Regions from separate parts of the Zea mays genome. Here region 2 is linked to region 1. The links are chromatin contacts, called in public Hi-C maps. All regions are on one chromosome and are shown on one strand. The core of a region is the stretch at or near the end of the contact, and the rest is flanking DNA. Distances in the headings are between cores, read along the strand shown. Region 1 holds the start of LOC100273726. Region 2 holds the start of LOC100283736.

Evidence for each region. A called contact is a pair of places that touch in the nucleus more often than the background predicts.
Region 2: a Hi-C map of ear shows a contact between it and region 1, with 1.6 times the contacts expected there. The contact joins the promoter of LOC100283736 here to the promoter of LOC100273726 in region 1. A contact is called at or near these places in 3 of 25 Hi-C or Micro-C datasets (ear, leaf and tassel).

Annotation. Positions count from the first base shown.
Region 1 is chr6:174,211,334-174,218,329 of Zm-B73-REFERENCE-NAM-5.0, forward strand. LOC100273726 reads left to right here and starts at 2,411. Exons shown (of 6, transcript NM_001148136.1): 1 at 2,411-2,510; 2 at 3,325-3,585; 3 at 3,693-3,799; 4 at 3,951-4,083; 5 at 4,168-4,362; 6 at 4,811-5,530. The coding sequence starts at 3,334. The coding sequence ends at 5,167. LOC103630692 (zinc finger protein-related) reads left to right here. Exons shown (of 14, transcript XM_008651747.3): 11 at 296-530; 12 at 619-678; 13 at 978-1,049; 14 at 1,133-1,495. The coding sequence ends at 1,267.
Region 2 is chr6:174,550,257-174,557,252 of Zm-B73-REFERENCE-NAM-5.0, forward strand. It overlaps LOC100283736, which reads left to right and starts at 3,495. Exons shown (of 3, transcript NM_001156635.2): 1 at 3,495-3,832. The coding sequence starts at 3,724. LOC100283631 reads left to right here. Exons shown (of 9, transcript NM_001156532.2): 4 at 1,607-1,692; 5 at 1,807-1,875; 6 at 1,963-2,007; 7 at 2,093-2,155; 8 at 2,252-2,328; 9 at 2,904-3,404. The coding sequence ends at 2,919.

The sequences.
Region 1 (6,996 bases), core at 1,161-3,660:
ATTCATTCCACAAATTTGGTATAATGAACTTATTCCTCTTATTATTACTAATTATTAGACTATGAGAAATGAAATGGTGATGGATCAACTCATTACATTCCACAAACCAAACAAGAAAGTGAGGAGTGAGAACATGATGGACTACCTCATTCCTCAAACCAAACACGCTGTAAATGTGTTATGTGCCTCATTTGGTTTATTTACTTCATTGCATTATTACTTGAAGTTAAATTCTCGTCTGACGTGGTTCAATCTTTGAGATATTTTGCAATCCTAATTCTCGGTTGTTTCTCAGGAGTGTCTACCATTGTCCTTTTTGCAACTTGTGTCGCCTTGGGAGCGGATTGGGCACTGATTTTTTTCATTGCATGAAGTGCAATTGTTGCCTTGGCATAAAGATGATAGAACATAAATGCCGGGAAAAGATGCTAGAGATGAACTGTCCAATCTGCTGCGACTTTTTGTTTACATCGAGTGCACCAGTTAAAGGCCTTCCTTGTGGCCACTTCATGCATTCGGCTTGTTTTCAGGTATGGCAGTCTAGTTGCATTCTGGTTTGCTATTATGGACGGGGTAAGTGCTGTTCTAATTCTAATACATTCGACCTTACTATTTCAGGCATATACTTGTACCCACTACACTTGTCCAATCTGCTGCAAATCCTTGGGAGATATGACGGTAAACTACGCCGCTTAAGCATAAGGAGTTATTTTGCGTTCGCCATTTCGGTTTGTTCTGCCGTTGGCAGTCCATAGGCATACTATTATTGCGCTCTCTCTTCTCCAAAATAATTTGAGGGGTGACCAAGGACCCTTGTAGGCTTGAAGATCAATACTCCGTACATTCCAAATTATAGTTGATCTTAGTTTTGGACATGTTATTCTGCTCACAGTTCTCGACGATACATAAGTCCTACAGCGGTTTGCGCTTTTCTCCAGTCCAGTAAAATAGCTAATGTGACGTTTTTGTTTCTGAAGGTGTATTTTGGCATGCTTGATGGTTTGCTGGCTGCAGAACAGCTTCCTGAGGAATACCAGGACCGGTGCCAGGTAAACCATTATCGCAGTCCCGGTTTCATTATTTCATTCATATAGCTCACATTACGTTTATCATCGTTGCGTGGCTGTTTCAGGATATACTGTGTAACGACTGCGAGAGAAAAGGCAGGTCACGGTTTCATTGGCTCTACCACAAGTGTGGTTTCTGTGGTTCTTACAACACCAGAGTTATCAAGACTGATACGGCAGAGTGTTCTCGCCCTCTATAATTTCTTTTATGCAATCCATTTGTATATATATATCGACGGGGTAGAAACCTTGTGACCGTAGGTGTGATAGTTTTTTTATAGAGTGAACTGGGGGAGGAACCCCACCTGGATGTATTATGAGGAAAAAGTGACTGTGCACATGAGGAGTCTGAGAATTACTCGCTCCCGTCCCAAACTAACTGTATTTCTACGATTTGAAATATATTCGCTCATATATTTCCTGTGTTGCCCTTCAGCTGTTTCCTGGGAACATCTCGGTTTGTATCAGCGATACAGTTGGAGACCTTCTGAACACTGTCCCCAACTCAAGCCGACTCAGTTGAGCTGAAGAGCAAATAAATACTCAGGTTGCGATTGACATGGTACATTCTCGTCTGATCTTTTACTTGGAATGCTCTTCTTACAAGTATGAAGTATCCTCTTCAGTCCTCTGACCACAAGTAGAATCTTCCAGAGACCCAGAGATCCTAGATTGCGAGCACCTAATATTTTTTTTTGGTATGCCAACGTGTCACATATCTCTTACGAATTGATCGGACACATTACGTAGTCAGCAGCAGCACCGGGCGCACTATCACCGCTGCTGCTGCTGCATGGATACTCCAAATACGCGTGTCTCCAAGAGGCGGCGATTCCTGGACTGCAGGCCAGGTTTCAGAAACTTGACTGCTGCTTCGATCAGCCGAGCCTTGTTCCTGCTGGACACTGACCTTGGGCTCTTAACAGGCGATGCCACCTTGTGTGCGTGCCTTCGTGCCCACAATGGCCGTGTATATGTAAGTATGTAACGTTGAGCTGACCTGCATTGCCGTGGCGGCGGTCGTATCGTTTTGAGATTTCGAATATGTTTAAACGTAAAAATGAAAAAAGGATACAGGTTTGATGACCTTGACCTAGCCCCGGCCATGTAATAGCATTAGAGAGTGGGTCGTGGTTTGGGCCTGCGCGCCTTTAAACTGTATTGGGCTTGGCCCATGTACAGGAACCAAACACATGGTACAAAATCTAGGTATTGTGAAATACTTCTGCCACTGCCACTACTGCCAGCCTGCCAGGGATCTATTTGTAAAAAGACAATGACAAAATTGACATCAAAGCGAAAAAGAAAGAAAAAACACCCTGTCCTCACCAGTTCAACGCCTCTTCTCCGTTCACCCGGCGTGTGCTCTGCCTCTCTCTCTCTCTCGTGCAGCGACCGCCGACGCGCTTCGCCAGACCTTCGCCGGCGACGAGCACTCACCAGGTATGCGCACCCTCTCTCTTCCGCTCCTTCTGCGCGGAACCGATAAAACTGGAACCCTAGCCTTAACTATTTGGCTTTCTGTATTTGGATCTGATCTACTTACAACTGTACGCATTCGTACTACCTGGTTCCTTTGCAAGGAATACTGTGTGTGCAAGTGTACGCCGATGACCCATGTCCCTTTCTGGGTCTGGCCTGTGTAATGGTAGTGGTTTTTTACCACTTCGCTGTGGCTGTGGGCTGATTGAATCCAGTTCATTCTCCTGCACATTCTGTTACTTCTAGATAGATTTATGTGCTGCGTGGTTCGGTTAGGTTCTACGTTTCCACCTGTGGCACTGTTGCTGATAAGTTACCAAACCTTTGTGGGTACTGCTTGAGTGTGCCGGTCACTGTAGGCTAAGTCGTCCTGGCCTTAAGCCTCGATGAGATCTATTACTTGTAGAATTTAACGTGGTGAGATCTCGTCGGTGATTAGATTATCATTTGTCATTGAGTGTGCTTTTGTGCCTTGATGTTTGAGTGTGCTTTTGTGCCTTGATTATTGAGTGTGCATCCGATGATTATTGGTGCGGCGGAACCATCTAAATTTCGGCTTCCATTAATTATGTTTTTGCACTGTTGTTTTATTCCTCGACCCTTGTTCCATGGACTGGTTGACTGCACTATGGACTGTCGATTTAGTATGGACAGCGTTCCACATAATCACCAGAGATACTCTAACCTATTTTATTAATCTGTACCTGTAGGGAGGGCCTGGATTTTGTTCATTTTTTTTCTTAAGTGCCTTTTTTTCTGTGAATAACCCATGTAGGGCGTGAAAATGTCAACAAGCTCTTTGAAAGAACCCAATGTTTCTCAATCAAAAGACGTGGAGAATGGAAATGACAATTCTGTGAAATCCTGCATTAGCAAGCCTGTGTTGAATGGCAACAAATGTGCCAACAAGGAACAAAATGTTCCGTCTTGTTGCCCTGGCGCTGTGACAAATGGAAACGAGGCTGGAAATGCAGACGTGGAGTACATTGATTCTGAGAATCTAGTGGATCTACCAGATGTTGATGCAGCTCTATGTGTATGGCACCTGTTTGCATATTTGTGATATTTTATTGGACAGATTGGTTTCTCTTTGTTTTTAGTTCTAGTCAAAGCTAAGTTTTATTGTTTCTACTTTTTCAACAGACCTTAGTTAAAAGGTTGGATTCAAAGGACTGGGTTATGACATGTGAAGCTCTCAACAATGTTCGTCAGTTGGCGATGTATCACAAGGAAAGATTGCAGGAGCTGCTGTAAGTTGTTTCCATCATATTATATGCACAAGAAATGTGTTTCCCCGTTGGAAAATTCTTCACATATCTTTTGGAACCACTTATCCATGCCAATGACAGAGAATATCATATCTCCTTTGCTAATTGTTTAGCACGAACTGTTTGAATGCAGGGAGCCTCTAGTTCCTCTTATCGTGAAATCTGTGAAGAACCCAAGAAGTGCTGTATGCAAAACAGCACTGATGACTTGTGCTGACATCTTTAAGGTCTATGGTGACCTACTGGTTGAGTCTATTGATCCACTGGTGAGTATCGCTATTCATTTAAAATTTCTTGTATTAGCTAAAAGGTCTTTGAAAACATCTTTCTGTCAACTGCTGCATTCACAGCTAGTGCAGCTGTTTCTAAAGGCTTCACAAGATAAGCGTTTTGTCTGTGAAGCTGCTGAGGCAGCTCTTACATCGATGACAAGTTGGATCTCCCCATTACTACTGTTACCAAGAATGCAGCCCTACCTCAAGAACAGGAATCCGCGGGTTCGAGCAAAAGCATCAGTGTGTTTGAGCAAGAGTGTACCTTGCTTAGTAAGTGAACTTTCTTGCCTGAAAATTTTATACAGCTGCAGCTTCTGTAACCCAATTCTTATTGTAAAAGGAACTTAAGATAGGAATGGATAAGCTGAACCTAGTTGACATGGTATTCCAGATATTTTAAGTTTATTTTCAGATCCTTCGTTCTATGTTCTAAACATTGAACAGCCTGTGTCAAAAAGCTGAACCTAGTTGGCATGTTATTCATTTGATGGTTGAGAATATTAAGACAGATGTGCTTTTAGCTGTAGGCTGTATGTTATTCATGTTTGAACTCATACTTTGATGGCATCTTCAATAGAGCAACAGTGAGATTGGATACATCAATTTGTGCACTATAGAGCTACATCTACATGCACCAACCAGTATTTGTTGCCTAGCATTTGAGGGATGCATTGTTATTCTTATTGTTTAACAACAATGGTATTCTCTTTTTGTCCAGGATGTGCAGGGAATCAGAGAATATGGAATGGATAAGCTCGTCCAGATTGCAGCAACCCAACTCAGTGACCAGCTTCCTGAATCAAGAGAGGCTGCTCGCAACCTGGCACTGGAACTACAGGTATTATATGAGAAGTCTCAGGCCTCCACCTCTGACGAAAATGAGGGTGAACCTTCTGTCTCACAAGATGCTGAGTCATGGGAGGCTTTCTGTCAGTCCAAGCTTTCTGCCTTAAGCGCCCAAGCCATCCTTCGCGTGACCTCTACTACTCCAAAAGAGGGTGTCGCCTCTACTTCAAATGCTACAAAAGAGGGTGTCACGGCGGCCCCAAAAGAAGGTTTGGATGTGGATTGCTAGCATGAGGCACACAAGCCCACAATGAGTTTGTAGATGCGATCAGAGCGCGATTGTCCACCCCCTTCGGTTTTTTTGATGTACATGCTTATGGCTGGTCCTTGGTTACATCCAGTTGGGAATCGGTTGATTATTGGTTCGGGAATTCAGGTGTGACCGCGGTGTTAATATTGGTTGGGACATATATCTGCTATAGTTGATTGTATAATCATTTTGTTCCACTACTTGGTATTTGTTTCGCCAGGTGAACGTAGAATTTGACCCACGGTCAGTGTTATATACAGTCCTCTTTCTGCCACATCGGGTGCAGGTTATGTTATTTTTGAAGGAGATGTCATTGGCATTCGTGCGCCACCCTTATGTTGTACTCTCTCTCCGTTTTAAATCATAAGTCGTTTTGACTTTTTTTTAAGTATATAGCTTTTGTTATGCATCTAGATATAAGTTGTCTATAAAAGGCCTATAACTTTGGAGGGAGTAGAACTTTATGGTGTTCATTCTGGTATTTACAGCATGTCTCTGCTTTCGTTGTGGTATCGAAATGGCAAACCACCAGTCTTGTGTCGTCGCCAACATGTTATATTCCGTTGCAGGACACTGACAGTATGACCTTGGCATCATGCCGGTGCTTGTTGGTGGTTGACGGCTTGACTTGACATGGTTCTTACCCGTGTATATGGCATGAGCATTTTGCTGCCTGAAGTTTCGTGGATTTTGATGCCGGTCGGTGCTTAGCCGAAGGTTTGCTTAGAAGCAAGGGAGGCAAAATCTCCTTGTTATTTAAAATTAAATAGCAAGAGGTTTTTTAGCCTCTCCATTTCCCTTACTCCCAATTCCCAAACAAAACAAGCCCTAAAAGCAATACTGCTTCCGGCAAACTCGTTTGTTTAACAGAGCGGGGATATACAGGTCAAGAACAGTTTGATTTGCTTCACTGGACACGTTATGTGTCTACACCCGCCAATCGGATCATTTGAGGTCATCGTGCACAACGAGTATTCAATCGAAATGTTTCCTACCAAGTTTGTACTTATCCGGGCCAAATCTGCAGGAGCCCAGAAATAACGAACTCCCACGCGGATCCAGAGCCCATCCTCTGTATTTTTGCTTGGTCGTTCAGGGCACCAGGCCAGGCCACCAGCACATCGTCCGTCTCGCTCGAGTCTCGACGGTGTTTGACCATTCCCCGGCCATGTAGGCATGTACGCGGAAACGGCGCCACGGGAGGCATGCAAGAAGGGATTACCGGTCGTCCGTTGACTGTGTCGCTGTCGTCAGTACGAGTAAAAAAAAGGCGAAGCTAATACGATCGACGTACGCACGTACGTGTCATTGTGTCAAAGCGGACGGACGGACGACACGCAGTATCTACCTTTGTACATACTATAGAATGTAGCGAATCACCGAGCCCCACGTGCAGCATACTGTAGTGTAGGGTACAGGAGGTACAGGACTACTCTCCTGGCATGTGTGTAGTGTAGACGAGTTCCATCAGTAAAGCCTTTTCTTTTTTTTTTCTTGGATTTGATCTGCATTGCATGGTCTTGCCACCATAATGCCTTTGCGGCGGTATATCCGCGGAAAGCTGACAAGCGGGCCCGACGGCGTCGTGACCGTGCATGTAGTACCCGGAAGCGGAACACACACCTCTTGCTCCGCCTGGACAGTGGATAACTGGATACCGTACCGGAGACGGCTATCGCCTGAGCTAGCTTTTGGATCTGGGAGGCGCAGAGAACATGCAAGGCACGCGTTACATGCGAGCAGAGCTAACGCTAGATAGATCAGATGTACGTGCGATGCTCCACCCAACAGAAACAGACCTTGCTGCC
Region 2 (6,996 bases), core at 2,245-4,744, 340 kb after region 1:
CTGGATCTTAGATCTATGGCTCAGGCGAACGCGTCCAAAACGGTGTTCGGATCTAATCCTACCCGCATGCGCCTGATCCAACGGTTCTAACACCTCTCCCCCGTTCATCTCACCAGGGCCGTTTATTATGAGATCAACAGTCCTGGCCCCTCTTCTTTCTCCCGCTCAACTCGGCAAGCCGAGTGCCTCGACGGGGAAATCCCACGGCGGCACGCAAATTGCCGACGAGCCCCACGGCCCAATCAAAATTGAACAATCCCAGCGCTAATTAGAACCTAAGCGAACACAGGGGATCAAGCACATACCCGGAATTCGCAACAAGATGGCCGGTCCACGGTGTTGCACGGCGCGACGGCGAGTGCCTAGTCCGATGAGCAAATGTGCTAGAGCCGCGACACCAACGAAGAAACTAGCGGCTGCCGAAGCTTCAAGGGGTCACGACGCAACACAGGAATGCACCACGGATTGCCCGGTGCCCGCGGTTCACGTGATCGACGGTGGCGGACTCGTGTCTCCCCCGACGAGCTCGGTGTGCTGGCGGCTGAGACTAAACGATGGAGAGAAGGGGATAGGGGAGAACTCGGCTCAGCCCCGCGGTCATATAGGCCGCCAGGTTCGATACTGGAGCGCGCGTCGCCTGGGAATATCGCGCAGGTGGTTGAGCAGGAGCCGTTCGGCCATGGTGTGGCGAGGGCTGACAGATTGGCCTCACACGCCAGAGACGCGAACTCCACGCAAGCGTGGGAGAATGCCCTGGCGAGTGGGCCCCGCGTGGAAGTGAAGTGCAAGCGCGCGCGTGGAGAAAGCCGGGCCGCGCGAGTAGGGAATAAGGAACTGGGCCGCGCGTGGGTAGGGTTAGGTGGGCTGGCTTCAGAAGATTGAGCCCACGCGACTACTTCTTTATTCTTTTCTTTATCCTTTTCTGTTTTGTTTTATCTCTTCTTTCCAAATTCCAAGCTTCAAACTAATTTAAACTTTGTGGCATAATTGTATACAGACTAATTATGAATTTTGGTCATACAAAATGTGGTGAAGCCGTGTAATTAAAATTTCTAATTTGTATTGTATAATATTTATTTCTTTCCTCTCTTTTCCCCAATTTCTAGGGTTTTCTTTTTATCTCTTCTCCTTTCTTTTCTATTTTTTTAAACCCTAATCTCCATCTAAGATTCTATTCAATTTCCTTATCATCATATTTTGATTAATAATGTTGCTATTATTATTATATGCACAACAACAAAACTCCAGCATGATGCACTTTTATTGGGGAATTATTTATTTTAATCATGTCTCATAATAGTTCTATGAAGGAGAAGACATTACGCTAATTTTATTCCTCTCTTTTATATCCCCAAGTTGGGTATTACAATGAAACATGTGATTCAAAATACCACTGTGCCCAATTCGAAAATGTAACCATAACCACCTAGATTAATAAGTCAGGCTAAAATAAGTAACATTGTTGCTCCCTAGTTATTGGAAAGCCATCTATCAAACTGAACCTCATGTGTAGTCAGACTCAAGATCCTTCTAGTTTTGACTTTCATTTATGTTTGAATAACTGCCTGATGTCATTTCTCTCTTTAACTTTACATAAAACATACAGATGGAAACTTTGATGATGAGTACTTTAAGGGGACAGAAGAATCTAATCAGTTCCGTCGGGAATATGAGATGCGCAGAATGAAACAGGTAAATTCACTGAGCCACTTTCCTCCTTTCTGTTTCATATTCTCTTGCTACTGGATGCATTTCCTCTCAATTTGTCATATGGTGTAACTTGTCTTTGGCAATAAAATTGTGCAGGATGAAGGTTTGGACGTTATTGGTGAAGGACTGGAAACTTTGAAAAACATGGCATCTGATATGAATGAGGTTGTTTGCTGCACTTGATTTTTTTATATGGTAATTTTAGTAAGTTAAGGACAACTAACTGACTAACTGAGTAACTGCGATCTTCAGGAATTGGACAGACAAGTCCCTCTGATGGACGAAATGGATGATAAGGTCTGTTATCTGGCAGCCATTAGTTTTCGTTGGCTCCCAGAAATTGTCTAGCAACTCTTATTTTGCTACATAATGATGATTGTAGGTGGATAGAGCCAATGCAGATTTGAAGAATACCAACGTGAGACTGAAGGAGACTGTTCTTCAAGTAAGAACTTAGCACTTCCGTTCTACACTTGCTAACTAATGCTTGAGTAGTTTGGTGACCTCGTACCATTTGTTTTTCACATTGACTTGTTACCAGCTTAGATCAAGTCGCAACTTTTGCATCGACATCATCCTTCTGTGTGTCATTCTTGGTATTGCGGCCTACCTTTACAAGTAAGTAATATCCAGTTTAATTTCCTGAAGGACACCAGGGTATGCCTGAGTACCACTATTAGGGCATGTACAACCCACATAAATGCTCTGTATCTTATGGGGTATCAAGGGGGTAAGTGCAAAAAAACACAAGAGACGGTATTTTAGTGAAGGAACGTCTCTAGCACGGTTCTGAGTTCTCTAAGTCTAGATACGGTTCTATTAGAGCTTGTTCGTTTCACCGTTAAGCCATATGGATGGAGTGGTATTAAACCGGTTTAAATCCATATCAAGTTAAAATACATCTCAATCCATTCTAATACAGCCCAATTCATATGGAATTAGAATAACCGAACAAGACCTAAATGAGTCGTATCTTGAGGGGTTATAGTAATTAAAATAAAGACTTAGATACATTGGGTTGTACGAAGGGGTTTCTTAGTTATATTTAGTATTTGGGGAACCACAATATAGAATCGATGTTGTACATGCCCTATGGCCATTCTGACATTTTCTTTAGTTTACTTTGTTGCAGCACGATATTTCCTTCGATGTATGTACGGCACATAATATTGCTCTCTGTTTGTGGTGTGCAGTGTTCTAAAAAAGTGAGGTGGAGTCTTCTTGCCTTGGAACCGCTCATGTCGTGGTCCCTTTGTCACCATGGTTCTACCCAGTTCTTTGAGCGATTTGTGTGCACCAAGCCATTTGTTTTGTCTTATATCTGTATTATTATGGTGTCCAAGTTGAACCTTGACTAGGCTTGTTGAAGAGAACGCTGGTAACATGTTTGCTATATATCTGGGGAGTCGATTTCGTAGCGAGGAATGATTACACGGCACCATTCTTATCGTCTTATCGAACCACGGGCTCATGTATATTCATTCCGTCAGGGCTTTGTCTCCATTGTTTCTGTTGAATCAGTCTTGGTACCAAGAGCGGCGCTAGTGAGCAATCAACGATGACTGCTACTTCTTTAGCCTAATGCCTAACGAATGTGATCGCAGCTGCTTATCAGGAAAGATATATGTAGAAAGTCCATTTTTAGGAGAATTCTGTGCGATTCCTCAAAATTTTGAGAATATTACCACCGTCTAATTAAGGCTCTCGTGCAAATTAGGAAATTAGAGTTCGCTTTTGTAGTTCAGTTTCGACAGTCGTCGTCCCCTCTACTCTCTCGGCTTCCGCAGACCCCAGCTTCTCTGGCCCTCTCACTCCAAACATCGGGCTCCAGGCCGTCTCCCGCCAACCCAAATTCGCTTCCCGCCGCTCCCCATTAAACCCGCTTGAAAGGTCGCGCCCTCGAGCAGAGCAACCCCTGACCACAAATCCGATCCGCAGCCGCCGTGCCTCGCTTTCGTCTTTTCCCCTCTGCTCGAGTACGAGCGGCTACTCCCGGCGGCTGCGGCGGCGGCGATGAGCGCGGTGAACATCACCAACGTGGCGGTGCTGGATAACCCCACCGCCTTCCTCAATCCCTTCCAATTTGAGATCTCCTACGAGTGCCTCGTGCCCCTCGACGACGGTACGGATCACCTCCCTCCTTTTTTCTATGGCCCCGTGGTGCGTGGCGGCGGGCTAGGGTTTCGTGCGTCGTGAGATCGGTGGGTGTCGCTTTGGATGCAGTGTGAATACCGGGCTATGGGGGTGGGTTTTGCAACCTCTGCAGGATGACATCAGGAGGGTATGGGAGTTGAGTCGAGCGCTGCTACATCGGTTGCATTCCTGTGCGGCAGTACTAGCATAGATGCGGATGCCATTGTTGTCGAGGCTACCATTGTTCGAGGCTACCACTGTTCTTGTTCGGTGGTGCATGTTGCATTCCTGATTCCTGTAATGGAGTACGTTTTTGGATGTTAGGCGATTGGCGGATCCATGAATGATTAGAAACACTTAGCAATTTTTACATACAGCTAATTGTTGGTTCACAAACAATTAAGAAGGGTTACATGGAATTTGGTGTGTGTGTGGATTGGGGGTTGAACTGTCAGCGCTCCTGTTCTACAGCTCACCTTGTTTGTATGCTCGTGACGGTTAACTTCTATTAACCATATTCCGGCCTTTATGTAACAATTGGCATAAGAATGCAGCATAATTTCCACTATGCTGTTATGTACCATGTGATTCTTGATCATATATTCTACCCTCCATTACTAGTATCTAGATATCAGAATGTCAAATGACTTGAACCTATTTGCTTAGCGGGTCATTGAGTTGTATACTTGTATTGTCAAAATCTGGCTGCCACATTCTATAGTTGTGCAAGAAATTCCATGCACACACGTGTCATGCGTGGATGGCTGCCTACAATCTAGCATTAGTTGTGCTTGAAGATGATTATAATTGAATGTGCAATGGATAAATATCATGTTATTCGTATCTTGTACCTATAAGGGATACATATGTACTTGTGCTATAGCTGTAGCTGATGATACAAATGTATAATTTTGCTGTTGGACTTAACACAAGTGGAGTTCTATTTGAGTTTTTTTAAAATCTTGTACCCCCTGTTTGAAATTGGTAGCATGAATATTGCTTGTATTCTACTGAATATCAAGAGGGTTGTGGTGCTGAAATTGCTGGTGAGGGATTGCTAATCCCAATATCTGGACCATAGTGTCCATGCAGGGACATCAGTGGGATGTGGAGGTGGCCTAGGGCCTGTTTGGTTCAGCTTTTTTCTGACCAGCTTTTCCGAGAATCTAGCTGTGGGGAGAATCTGGCTGTGTAGAGAATCTGAGTATCATTAGGATTACGTGCTGAGGAAGATAAAGTTGTCCATGAAGCTCAGGATCTATAAAGTGACAGATTACTACTATTGCGATGACTCAACCGATTATATGTTTATGTTGATTTTAAATGGTTTTTACCCAAACGAATTTTATAGAAGCTGACTGAAAAGCTGAGTGTTTGGCAGTCCGCAGCAGCTTTTGGTGGCCAAAAGCTGCGAAAAGCCAAAACAAACTGGCCGCTAGTCTGCTGCTGGGCCTGCTTGAACGACGTCAATAGGAAGGGCTGAAGGGCGTGTTTGGTGAAGTGGGCTTGGGCAGTAGGGCTTGCTGTTACGCAGCCTGGGGAACGTGTGCACACAGCGCTGGGTCGAGTCACCACCAGTGCTGCTAGAGTGCGTCGTGGAGCTGGTGGATCTGTCATGGGGCATTGTCGAACCTCCAATGGAGGCAATGCTAGGGGAGTAGAGCCGCTTGAAGACCACACTAGAGAATTGACGGGGGCGATTGCTGGAGCTGGAGGTGGTGTTGGCTTGTTGTAGTCGATCTTCTTGAGGATAAGGTCGTTGTGGGCCTAATTGGAGGGGAACAACTTGAAACGCTTGAAGTGTGCCTTCTTAGGGGCGAATTTCTCATTTAGGCCGTGTAGAACATTGATGATGAGGGTGCAATTGCGGATAATCTTGTCGAGGTCGCCGAGAGTGCCAACTATCTCTTTCATCTTGCGGCGGTAGTCGTTGATTGAGACACCGCCTTGCATGAAGATACGAAATTCAGCGTCAAGGTGAAGAGCATGAGCTTCATGGTTGCTAGATGGTGATCCAGAAGCGGCGTGCTATGTTGTGGCGGATGTGGGTAGACTCCACTAGCTTGGAAGAGAGTGTGCCTAGCACCCACAATAGGAACATGACATCCATACGCCACCAGGATGGCATGACGAAGAAGGTGACATTAGAGAGGATGTGGTCGTTTGAATGCGAGGATGTGGTCACGCCAACGTTGTAGTGGGAGATGGGGTCCAAAACTGTTGGCATGAGGACACAGATGTTCATGACACCCGATGCCTACACATGGGGACTGGCGATGGTGGTGCCTCGTAGTCATGGATATCAAGGTCGTCGACAGCTTGGCGTCATCGTGGGCACCGTTGTCGCCCAATGTCCTTTGTGAGAACGTCCTGTGCGGCATGTAGATGATCTTGAGCGGCGACCATGGCCTTGGCAGCCTCAATGGCGGCACCAACCAGGCCCTGGTGGTCCTCCTTTTATGCGGCCGCATCCTTGGCGCGTTGTTGGGCATCAACGGTGGAGGAAGTGGTTGGAAGGTCACCATGTGGCGGTGGAGGGAGTGGTTGGAAGGTCACCATGTGACATGGTGGCGGCTTGGCACTAAGGAGGCGGCACATGCAGGTGAGGTTTAGCGTAAGCGAGATGTCACGGGATCATGACAGTCTCTTGATACCATGATAGCACGAATATTGTTTGCATTCAACTGAATATTAGGAGTACAATATATATACCTCTACCGATGATGTTCCTTTACCTGATTCATAGAAAAATGACCAAGCAGGTGATCCGAGAGAAATAGGGAAATAAGTCAACTAACCAATCACCTAAACATGTAAATATGACAAGCGGCTAATCACCTAAACAGAGGAAATAAACTCTAACTGAAACTATAAGACATTTTGGCTTTTCTACATTTATAACTTTTGCTACACATCTAGATATATGTTATATCTAGGTACACAGTAAAAACTATATATCTAAAAATGCTAAAATGTCTTATAATTTGGAATAGAGGGAGTATGTTCTATTGTTGGCAACTCTGAAAAAAATGTTCTCTTCTGCTTTTAGTGATTTATTCACTGCAGTCTACAGTGGTTAATCTGCTGGCCTCTTTCATAAGCTACATGGTTTCTTGGGATCCTGCTAGCTTCAAAAGCTGTTTGAATGGGGGT